Regions from separate parts of the Mus musculus genome. Here regions 2 and 3 are each linked to region 1. The links are chromatin contacts, called in public HiChIP or PLAC-seq and Micro-C maps. All regions are on one chromosome and are shown on one strand. Each heading gives the region's core, a stretch centred on a gene start, on an enhancer-like site or on the middle of the called end of the contact. The rest is flanking DNA. Distances are from core to core; before and after follow the strand shown.

Region 1 (2,950 bases), core at 214-2,713:
TTGTAACAATAAACAAATCAATCTCATTGGTATGCAAATTTGCCTTAATCTTTAGTAAGTGGTAAAGTCATATATATGCCAAAAATTATCTTAACATTGCATTAGGATCTACCATTAGTCGATGTCTGATTTGAACACCTATTTTATATAAAATCCCAAGATTACATAAAAAGCATCTATGAAAAGAGGTTGCCCGTGGGAAAAGTTTAAGAAACCCCGCTCTACTTCTCAGTGAAGGTCTCAGGTTGTGATGAGGGTCCCTGCACAGGCTGGGTGACGTGTTCCCATTCAAGACGCCACCTACAAAACTTGGGCAGCAGCCCTGACTTTGCAGGGTGCGGACGAAAAGTCCGGAATGCCTCCTTTCTGGCTGCATGGAAAAAGCTGGACTGAGCCTCACTGGTTAGCCATGACTTCTGCTAACAAGGACACCCACAGCAAAGGGGCCTAAATTAGGGGACCAAGTGATTTTGTGAAAAACTCAGAGACTTTGGATTGAATGGAAGCAGGGGACATTCCTCTGATAGCTAAGAAGTAGGGACATTGGTTGGTCTTTGCTGAAGGAATTTAGTTGTGGGTCCTGAAGTTCAGGGACACATTTCTACTGGTCAAATTCTAAGTGAACTTACTTGGCAATTTGCCTCCTGATGTGCGGCAGGGCTAGCTGAGGTCACTAGAGGATGCTAACTGCTCTAAAGATTTGTTCACTGCTGTTATGTCAAGTCTCTGCTTTTGTGGAGGAATTTGCCTCATGTGTACGTTGCTTTGCTTTTCAAGCACTCCAGACTGGCTCCAGGTGTAGAAAATGCCATGTTCTTCAACATGCATGCTTTCATCCAGCAAATATACTGAGGCCCTTCTAAGTGTCAGGAGTTGGCTGCCCTTCTTTCAGAAGACATGGAGGGTTCTTGATGGGATCTGAAGGACCCTTGGACTTCTTAGTGCCACTTCAGACTTGAGGCACCCGCCTCTGCCTGTGCTGTTGGAAACTGCTGCCAAGTCAGCCTGACCCTTCTGAGATCCTGGAGAAGTTATGGAGAATACGTGAACAGCGTCCCCACCTGTGTTATTCTCCAACCTGTGCTCTGTGGTTGGACAGTTTGTAACCGAGGTGGTCCAGAGTTGTTTGGTTAATTGAAAGAAAGGAAGGAAGAAGGTGGGAGACAGAGGGAAGGAAGGAGGGGACCCTGGCATAGATTGGCTGGACTTCCTAGGTCCTGAAATGCAGCGGAGCGGAGTCCCCTCAGAAATTAACTCCAAAGGCCACCCACTGACCCGCTGCACACAGCCAGAACTCGCCCCCAGAGCCTTGTCTAGTGGTGGCCAAGGCCATCCACCACCACCTTCCGGTCACTGCCTGCTTTCGATCCTCGCGGAGAGCGCTTCCTCTCTCCTGACATTCTCCTCCTCTTCGCTCCTCTGGATCCCTCCTCCTTCTTTAGTCCCTCCTCCTCCCGCCCAGCCTCCCCCAGTCCCGACCCGAGCTAACTAGACGTCTGGGCAGCCCCAGCGCAACGCGCAGCAGCCTCCCTCCTCTTCTTCCCGCACTGTGCGCTCCTCCTGGGCTAGGGCGTCTGGATCGAGTCCCGGAGGCTACCGCCTCCCAGACAGACGACAGGTCACCTGGACGCGAGCCTGTGTCCGGGTCTCGTCGTTGCCGGCGCAGTCACTGGGCACAACCGTGGGACTCCGTCTGTCTCGGATTAATCCCGGAGAGCCAGAGCCAACCTCTCCCGGTCAGAGATGCGACCCTCAGGGACCGCGAGAACCACACTGCTGGTGTTGCTGACCGCGCTCTGCGCCGCAGGTGGGGCGTTGGAGGAAAAGAAAGGTAAGGGCGTGTCCCACCGGCCCGCGCCCCCTGCGAGCTAGCTCGCCCAGTCCCAACCTCCGCTCGGGACTCTAAGTCCCCAGCCGCCCGCTCCTCCTCTTCTGGCTCCCAAAGGCGGCCGGGACCATAGGAGGAACTGGACGGAGTCTGGAATGGGCGAGACTGGGGCCGCCGAAGGAAGGGAGACTGGGCTAGGAGCAGAGGGGCTGCCAGGGCAGCGTGGGAGCCGCGGCTGTGCGCTCCGGGGCTCTTGACTGCTGCCAACTTAGTTGCCTCACTTTCCTGCGCTCAGTAGGCGTTCGGAGCAGAAACGTGGTGCGGGACAGCGCGGGACGCCGGGCATTGGCGCACGTGCGCCCAGTACTGTCAGGGAGAGCGGAGGGACCCCGGATCCTCAAGCGGGTCGGGTGTGTCCCACCCGCTCAGTGTGAGAGTTGAGGGACTGGAGTGCGAACCAACGCGCCCCTGGTCAAGGTCGGAACCTCTGAGACGCGCGGTTTCCTGAGCGCGGTTTCCCTCAACTCCTCTCTTCTCCAGCAGGGTACTCTCAGGACCTGGTAGCCTGAGTCCCAATGTAGCTTGCAGATTTCTGGCTTGCCCTTTCGCGGGTGTGTAGTTGCAGCAATGACCTGGAAGTGTGGAGATCTCTCTGTCACTAACCACCTAGGACTTCTGGGAAGAGATGGTGTTAGTGGTCATTTGCTTCTTCACTAGGAAAAAAAAAAGGAGGGCGTGGGGGTGGCGGGTGGGGTGGGTCGATTCCGCCTCTTAGGCATAGAGCATGCCAGAGACTTGCCAGGCTAGGTGCACTGGTTGGGGACCAAGGCTCCATGCCAGATTGGAGCTAGCGTTGCGGGGTGGCTACTTCCCCTGGGATCCCTGAATTTGCCCTTTCCCAGAAGCTTGGGCTGCTGCAGCATCACTTGCCTTTGCAATGGATGGCTGACCTCCTTGTGACAGCTGGGCCCTTGGGTGTAGTGCACCCTTGGTGTTTCAAAATGAGGCCGGTAGCAAACTTTCTTACTTGTTAGCTGAGACGTTCCCTCTTGGGTTTCTTTTTCTTTTCTTTCCTTCCACACCCCTCCCCCCCCCCAAGTGATTGATATTTGGCCAACTAAA
Region 2 (2,950 bases), core at 236-2,735, 510 kb after region 1:
GAAGGAGAAGGAGGAGAAGGAGAAGGAGAAGGAAGAAGAAGAACAACAACAAACATCATACATACATACATATTAAAAAAAAAAAAACCTTGTTAGTGTTTTAGGGCTTCTATTGTGGCAGGGAAACACCATAACCAAAAAGCAAGTTGGGGAAGGAAGGGGTTAGGGCTTACTCTTCCATATTACCGCTCTTGCCTAAGGAAGTAAAGGCAGGGACTCAAACAGGACAGGAACCTGGAGGCAGGAGCTCATGGCTTGCCCAACCTACTTTCTTATGACAGCCTAGGACCACCAGTCCAGGATGGCACCATGCATAATTGGCTGGGCCCTCCCCTGTCAATCACTAATGATATGCCTTGCAGGACTGCCTACAACCTGACCTTATGGGGCATTTTCTTAATTGAGATTCCTTCCACTCAGGAGACCTGTGCCAAGTTGACATAAAACTATCGAACACAGTTAGGAATGATGGCACGGCCTGTAACCCTAGTACTGATAATCCTGAATTCAAGGTCAGCTATATCACACAGTGAGACCCATTCAAAAACAAAAACAACACAAAATATGAACTTGTACTTTTCATATCTTCACACCCTCATTTAATTTTTGAAACTATTTTTCATAACTATCACCTAACCAGGTATCGGGCACTATATTAGGGAAGCCCCTCCAAAGATTAATCTGAGGTGCACAGTTTGGTCCGGAGGGACCCAACTTCCATCAAAGCAAAGAAATGGACAAAGGTGTAAGGAACATTCAGTTTGAAGAAGCCTAATCTAGACAAAATGCCAGGGCCTTCGACTCCAATCTTGCCACCTTGGCGGGAGACCTTTAAGTTCTTTGCCTAGCATGGCTGTCCACTCTGAGAGGCTCTACCAACAGCTGATTGAGAAAGAGGCAGATACTTACACCCAACCATTGTCGGACTGAGGTTAGAGACCCCTACGGTTGGATTAGAGGAAGGGTTGAAGGAGCTGAAGGGGAGGGTGACCCCATAGGAAGATCAGCAGTCTCAACCAACCCGGACCCCGGGGGGCTCCCAGAGGCTGAGCCAACAACCAGGCAGCATACATGGGCTGAGCCAAGTGCCACCCATTCCCCAGCCTCCTGGGACCTATGTAGCAGAGGTCTGCTTAGTCTGGCTTCAGTTGGAGAAGATGGGTCCAATTCCCAAGGGTCTTGAGGCCCCAATAATGGGGGATGGGGAGATAGATGATGGGGAGCAGAATGGTGTGAGGAACTGGGTGGGGGACCGGGAGGGGGGTAACGCCTGGAATGTAAATAAATAGTTAATTAAAAAATGTGTCAAAAAGAGAAAGAGAGAGAGGGGGGAGGGAGGGAGGGAGGAAGGAAGGAAGGAAGGAAAGAAGGAAAGAAAGAAAGACAGACAGACAGACAGAAGAAAGAAAGAAAGACAGACAGACAGACAGACAGACCACTGCACTTAGCTCCTGGATGGACAGAGGCGGGGCAAGCCTCGGGACTGAAGTGCGCACGCGCACGACCGGGAGAGACGCACGGGCGGCAGGCAGAAGCCGTGTCATGGCGTCATCATCGTGCGACCTATTTCCCGGAGACAGGCGTCCACGGTATTGAGGTATTGTGCAGAACCGCGTTCGGGTGCTTGTCGTGCTCCCGTCACAGTCTCTTTTCCCGCACCCCGGGATCACGTCCGTCCTGTGGCCGACTGGGAGGAGCCGAGCGGGACTGCTCGCTTCTAGCGTAGTCCCTGCAGTGGCGGCTCTCGGGCTTTGCTTTGGCCTTTAGTTTCTCTGTCAATACCGTCTTCATTTCGCTGCCACTGTTAACGTTGCCTTTCAGAGGTTGAAAAGCGACAAGTAAAACACCCAACGCCATCAGCTTCTAGCTGATTCCAAATCTAAACGGAGACAAAATGGAAGGTGGAAAAAGTAACTTTGCGTGCAGCCCTTCCTGTTCCGCCCAAGGTCGGAATGCTTGCGGTGGCAGTGTTAGCCCTTTTGAAACAAGGGTTTCCTTAATTTTACTTTTTCTTTTCCGAGACACAGTTTCTCAGTATAGCCCTGGCTGTCCTGGAACTCGATCTGTAGAACAGGCTGGCCTCGAACTCCGAGATCAGCCTCCCTCTCTTAGGTGTTAGGATTAAAGGCGTGGGAAACCGGGCCGGGCCGGCAGCTTTCTGCTGTAGCGGATTGTATTAAGAGGAATTTTTCAGTGTCATCTGGGAAAATTTCATCGTGGCTCAAATTTCTGTTGGAAGATAGCGTTAATGACTTAAAATGTGTTGACTACAATTTAGTTTTGGCTTGGAAAAGGTGTATTTGCCCTGGTGAGATGTCTGTGGTGTAATTATTAACCTGTTTGGACTAAGAGTAGACAGAACTAAGTATCAACGTTAGTTTTTATTTATAAATGACAGCTATCCTTATTGAACTTTAGAAAACTACTTCTGGATGGTGGAATTGATAGACTGAATTGTTTTGTTACAAGATAAGATGACAGTGTGAACAGTTTTTGTTGTTTTCTAGTAATAGAAGTGAAATTCCCAAATCAGAGATGTTGTGGATGCTTTCCGGTACCTATAGGGATGCAGTTTTCTCTTGTTTTTAACTTTGAAAAGTTCTATGGGTAAACAGTAGCACTTGTTTGCAAGCATTTGACTCTTCATGTATGGCTCTGAATAGTCTACAGTGGATTACCTCTTTGTTATTTCCACTTTCTTAAATAATAACTAATATTATGAACTAGTACTTTGAGCATTCTACTAATGGAGTATAGCTTTAAGAGTTTTATTGATATTTATTTTGTCTACATCACAACCTTATGTATTATTATTACTTTAGAGGTAATTGTAAAAACAAGCCCCACATTTTTGAGAAGATAGTTTTTGCTGCTTTCTTTCTTTCATTTTGAAAACATGTTGAAGTAAGCATTAAATTAGAAGTTGATTCTGGTGTGGCTCCAGTCTTAA
Region 3 (2,950 bases), core at 313-2,812, 490 kb before region 1:
TCCTTTTTCTGCATTGGTTGCAAGGAAGATGGAGAATATGTCTAGCTTAAACATAACAGATGTGAAATATTCCCCATGCCTATCAGTAATGGGAGTAACTATATTTTCACAAAATAAAATGTTTTGCCATGAAGTTCATGTACCTTCATTTTTTATTTTTATTTTTATTTTTTGATATTTTAAGTTCCTGATGCATTCAACTGTAGCAGACAAGTGCTTTAAAATACTATGGCCATGGTAGGGTTAAGTTTTTGTGTGACAGGAAAGCCATCAGCCAAGCACAAACTCAAAACTTATAAAATGGAAATATATAAACTTCACTGGTTTCTGGTAGCATTATTAAGATTAATGCATATTTCCAATTACTAAGGAAGACTATATGTCTATCTACATAGGAAACTATAATGAAAATAATTTAAATTATTCGGTGATTTTGGATAAAAATAAAATTTAAAATGCAAGTTCATTGACCCAGGGTTGAGTTGGGCAAGAACTGATAGGAGTTTCTGAGTGTATTTGTTGTTTTAAGATTCTTAATTTTAAGAATACAGTATACAACTCAAGCTTTTCCAAAGCAAATGACTAGGCTTATTCCAAGTCCTGAAACTTACTGGAGGGTTGTGTGTGTGTGTGTGTGTGTGTGTGTGTGTGTGTGTGTGTGTGTGTGTGTGTCTGTGTGTGTGTGTGTGTGTGTGTGAGAGAGAGAGAGAGAGAGAGAGAGAGCCTGCTAAAATATTGTCTATTCACATAATCCTAAAGACTATTATGTAATTAATGTTATGCAAAAGGAACTGAACAAAACAAAAATAAATCTTGTAAAGAGGACCTTAATGATTTGCAAAACCCCTCCTCCACCCAGAATACTGTGGGAGGGAGGCAACGCAGGCAATGGGTATAAGCATGAAAAAGATGATACGCATAGCGTTATGGACTTTTCCTTCTGGAGCATTCTCTAATACATGACTTTTGTACTTTTTGTGCCTTCCATTCGCCAGCTGGAGTGATCTGGTGCCTGCATGAATGGCCTCTCCTGGGCTGTAAACTGCTTACAATACATTCTGGTGAAATAATAATAGCATAAGATCATTTTAGCTGGAGCAGTTAATAACTGGTTAAGCGCCTTTTTCCTCCGTGGGCTGTTTTCATCTCCCCAAAGCAGTCACTCCCAACCCACCCCACTCCTCCTCCGTCTTTAACAATGCCTCAACTTCCTCCTGAAATCCCTAACCCCTACCCCAGAGCAAACGCCAAGACCCTAAACCTGTCCTTCTCTCTTTGCAAAACGCCATCTGATCCAGCTAAACCCGAGCTGACTGATGGGAGTAAAGGCGGACTGGAGAGCAGAGATCTGCCAGGGCCCCGCATCCCCACCCCCGGCCGGCAGGTGCGCAGTCCCGGCGCTCAGAGAGTTAAAGGCATCATTGCAGCCATTAGAGGCAAAGTTGGGCGCCGCGCGAGCCCAGTCCGCGCCGCCCTGCGCCCGCTCCACTCGCCGCGGGCTCGCTGGGCGTGGGGAGGGCGGCGAGCACGCAAGCCGAGCGACTGACGTGGGACGAACTGCCAGGTAGCGGAAGCAGCCAGCCGGCGGCGGAGACACTTCACGGCGTGGCAACCCGGGTCTGTGCCTTGAAGCCTCCGGATCGCAGCCAGCTCGGTCCATCCCTCACTAGTCGCAATCCCCTGTGTCCAAGCTACTCTTTGCTATGAGCGGCAGCATGCGTGCAGTATCGCGCCCCAGGCTCTGAGAGCAGCCTGCGGACACGCTTGCCTATCTGTCTTTTTAGGTTTTGGGGCTCTGGGCTACACGGATGTGCCCCACTCCCTTGGCATGATGGGGATCTTTTTGGCGTCTGTTGGATTTATGTTCTTTTCCGTGTTATATGTACAACAAGGGCTTTCTTCTCAAGGTAAGTCGGTTGCTTGTGATGTGTTTGTGGTGATGCGTGTGTGTGCTGAACCAACTCGAAGAATGGACAGACAGCTGGAGAGTGGCTCAAACCAAGCCAATAGCGGGTTTAGATAGTATGAATAGTGTTCATTTGGGCTTTTTCTCCCAAAGTTTATTAATTGCAAGCAAGCCAGGTTTCCGAGAAACATCTAGTAGATGCAAGCCAGGTAATGATGGGTGAGTTCAGTGAGCACATACACAGGTGTGTGTGTGTGTGTGTGTGTGTGTGTGTGTGTGTGTGTGTGTGTGCATTTTCACTGTGCATGAAGAAGGCAAGCACTCAGGAATACAAAGCTGCTCTTTGGAAGGGGCTCCTCTCTGGAGGCAGAAAGCTGTAGTCCCCTTCTCTGGTCCCTGTGACTTCTTCCCCATGTGTTTACCAGAGGACCCACAAGGAGCTATGAATTGCATCATAAGAGGCAGCAGCCTGCTGGGCCCAGTTGTTCAGGACTTTGCAGGCTGCGGTGGTTGCTTCAACACCATGAGCAAATCACAGTTTTTGCCTGCTGAAGACTGCATCACTTCTGCAAGCAGAAATGCCCCAGTCCACTAGCTAATGTAAGCAGAAAAGCCTTTTCAGACGGTACCTTTTGAATAGTGTCCATTTCTATAAAACATAAAATGTTCACTTTAATTATTGCTCAATTTGGGGTTTCATAAAACAGTGAAAAGAGACACCCAGATTCACTATCTTTAAGAAAAGAGGAGAAAGTGGCTGTAATCATTCCTGCCAGCCTTTCAGTCACCCTCCTTTCATATGTGTGCCTGTGCTTGTCCTCTTCTCTCCCCCACAAATAAAAGGCTCCTTCTAGACAGACATCAGGTCTTTGCAAAGTACCCCTTGGATAAGCTAAGAACAATCGCCTTCTTAACAAAAAAACAAAAATTCCATGTTCGAGGATCCCTCTAGGGAGGGAGGGGATTTTATTTTTGTGACTTTCACATGGATCTATTAATCTTACAAGCTGGCAGTGTCAAGGTTAGTTGCAAAGGGGCTAGACG

What was found. Hi-C and Micro-C count contacts between places; a contact is called where the count stands out from the background. HiChIP or PLAC-seq counts read pairs in DNA pulled down with a chosen protein or histone mark.
Region 2: an H3K4me3 HiChIP or PLAC-seq map of stem cell-derived neural progenitor cells shows a contact between it and region 1, with 4 times the contacts expected there. The contact joins the promoter of C1d here to the promoter of Egfr in region 1. A contact is called at or near these places in 2 of 39 promoter capture datasets (cranial neural crest and liver) and 1 of 115 datasets of contacts at active chromatin or transcription factors (stem cell-derived neural progenitor cells).
Region 3: a Micro-C map of embryonic stem cells shows a contact between it and region 1, with 2.4 times the contacts expected there. The contact joins the promoter of Vstm2a here to the promoter of Egfr in region 1. A contact is called at or near these places in 1 of 39 promoter capture datasets (embryonic stem cells), 1 of 484 Hi-C or Micro-C datasets (embryonic stem cells), 1 of 115 datasets of contacts at active chromatin or transcription factors (embryonic stem cells) and 1 of 9 other capture datasets (liver).

What each region holds. Positions count from the first base shown.
Region 1 is chr11:16,750,740-16,753,689 of GRCm38.p6, forward strand. Egfr (epidermal growth factor receptor) reads left to right here and starts at 1,464. Exons shown (of 28, transcript NM_207655.2): 1 at 1,464-1,831. The coding sequence starts at 1,744.
Region 2 is chr11:17,256,062-17,259,011 of GRCm38.p6, forward strand. C1d (C1D nuclear receptor co-repressor) reads left to right here and starts at 1,486. Exons shown (of 5, transcript NM_020558.4): 1 at 1,486-1,597.
Region 3 is chr11:16,256,180-16,259,129 of GRCm38.p6, forward strand. It overlaps Vstm2a (V-set and transmembrane domain containing 2A), which reads left to right and starts at 1,563. Exons shown (of 5, transcript NM_001290539.2): 1 at 1,563-1,907. The coding sequence starts at 1,829.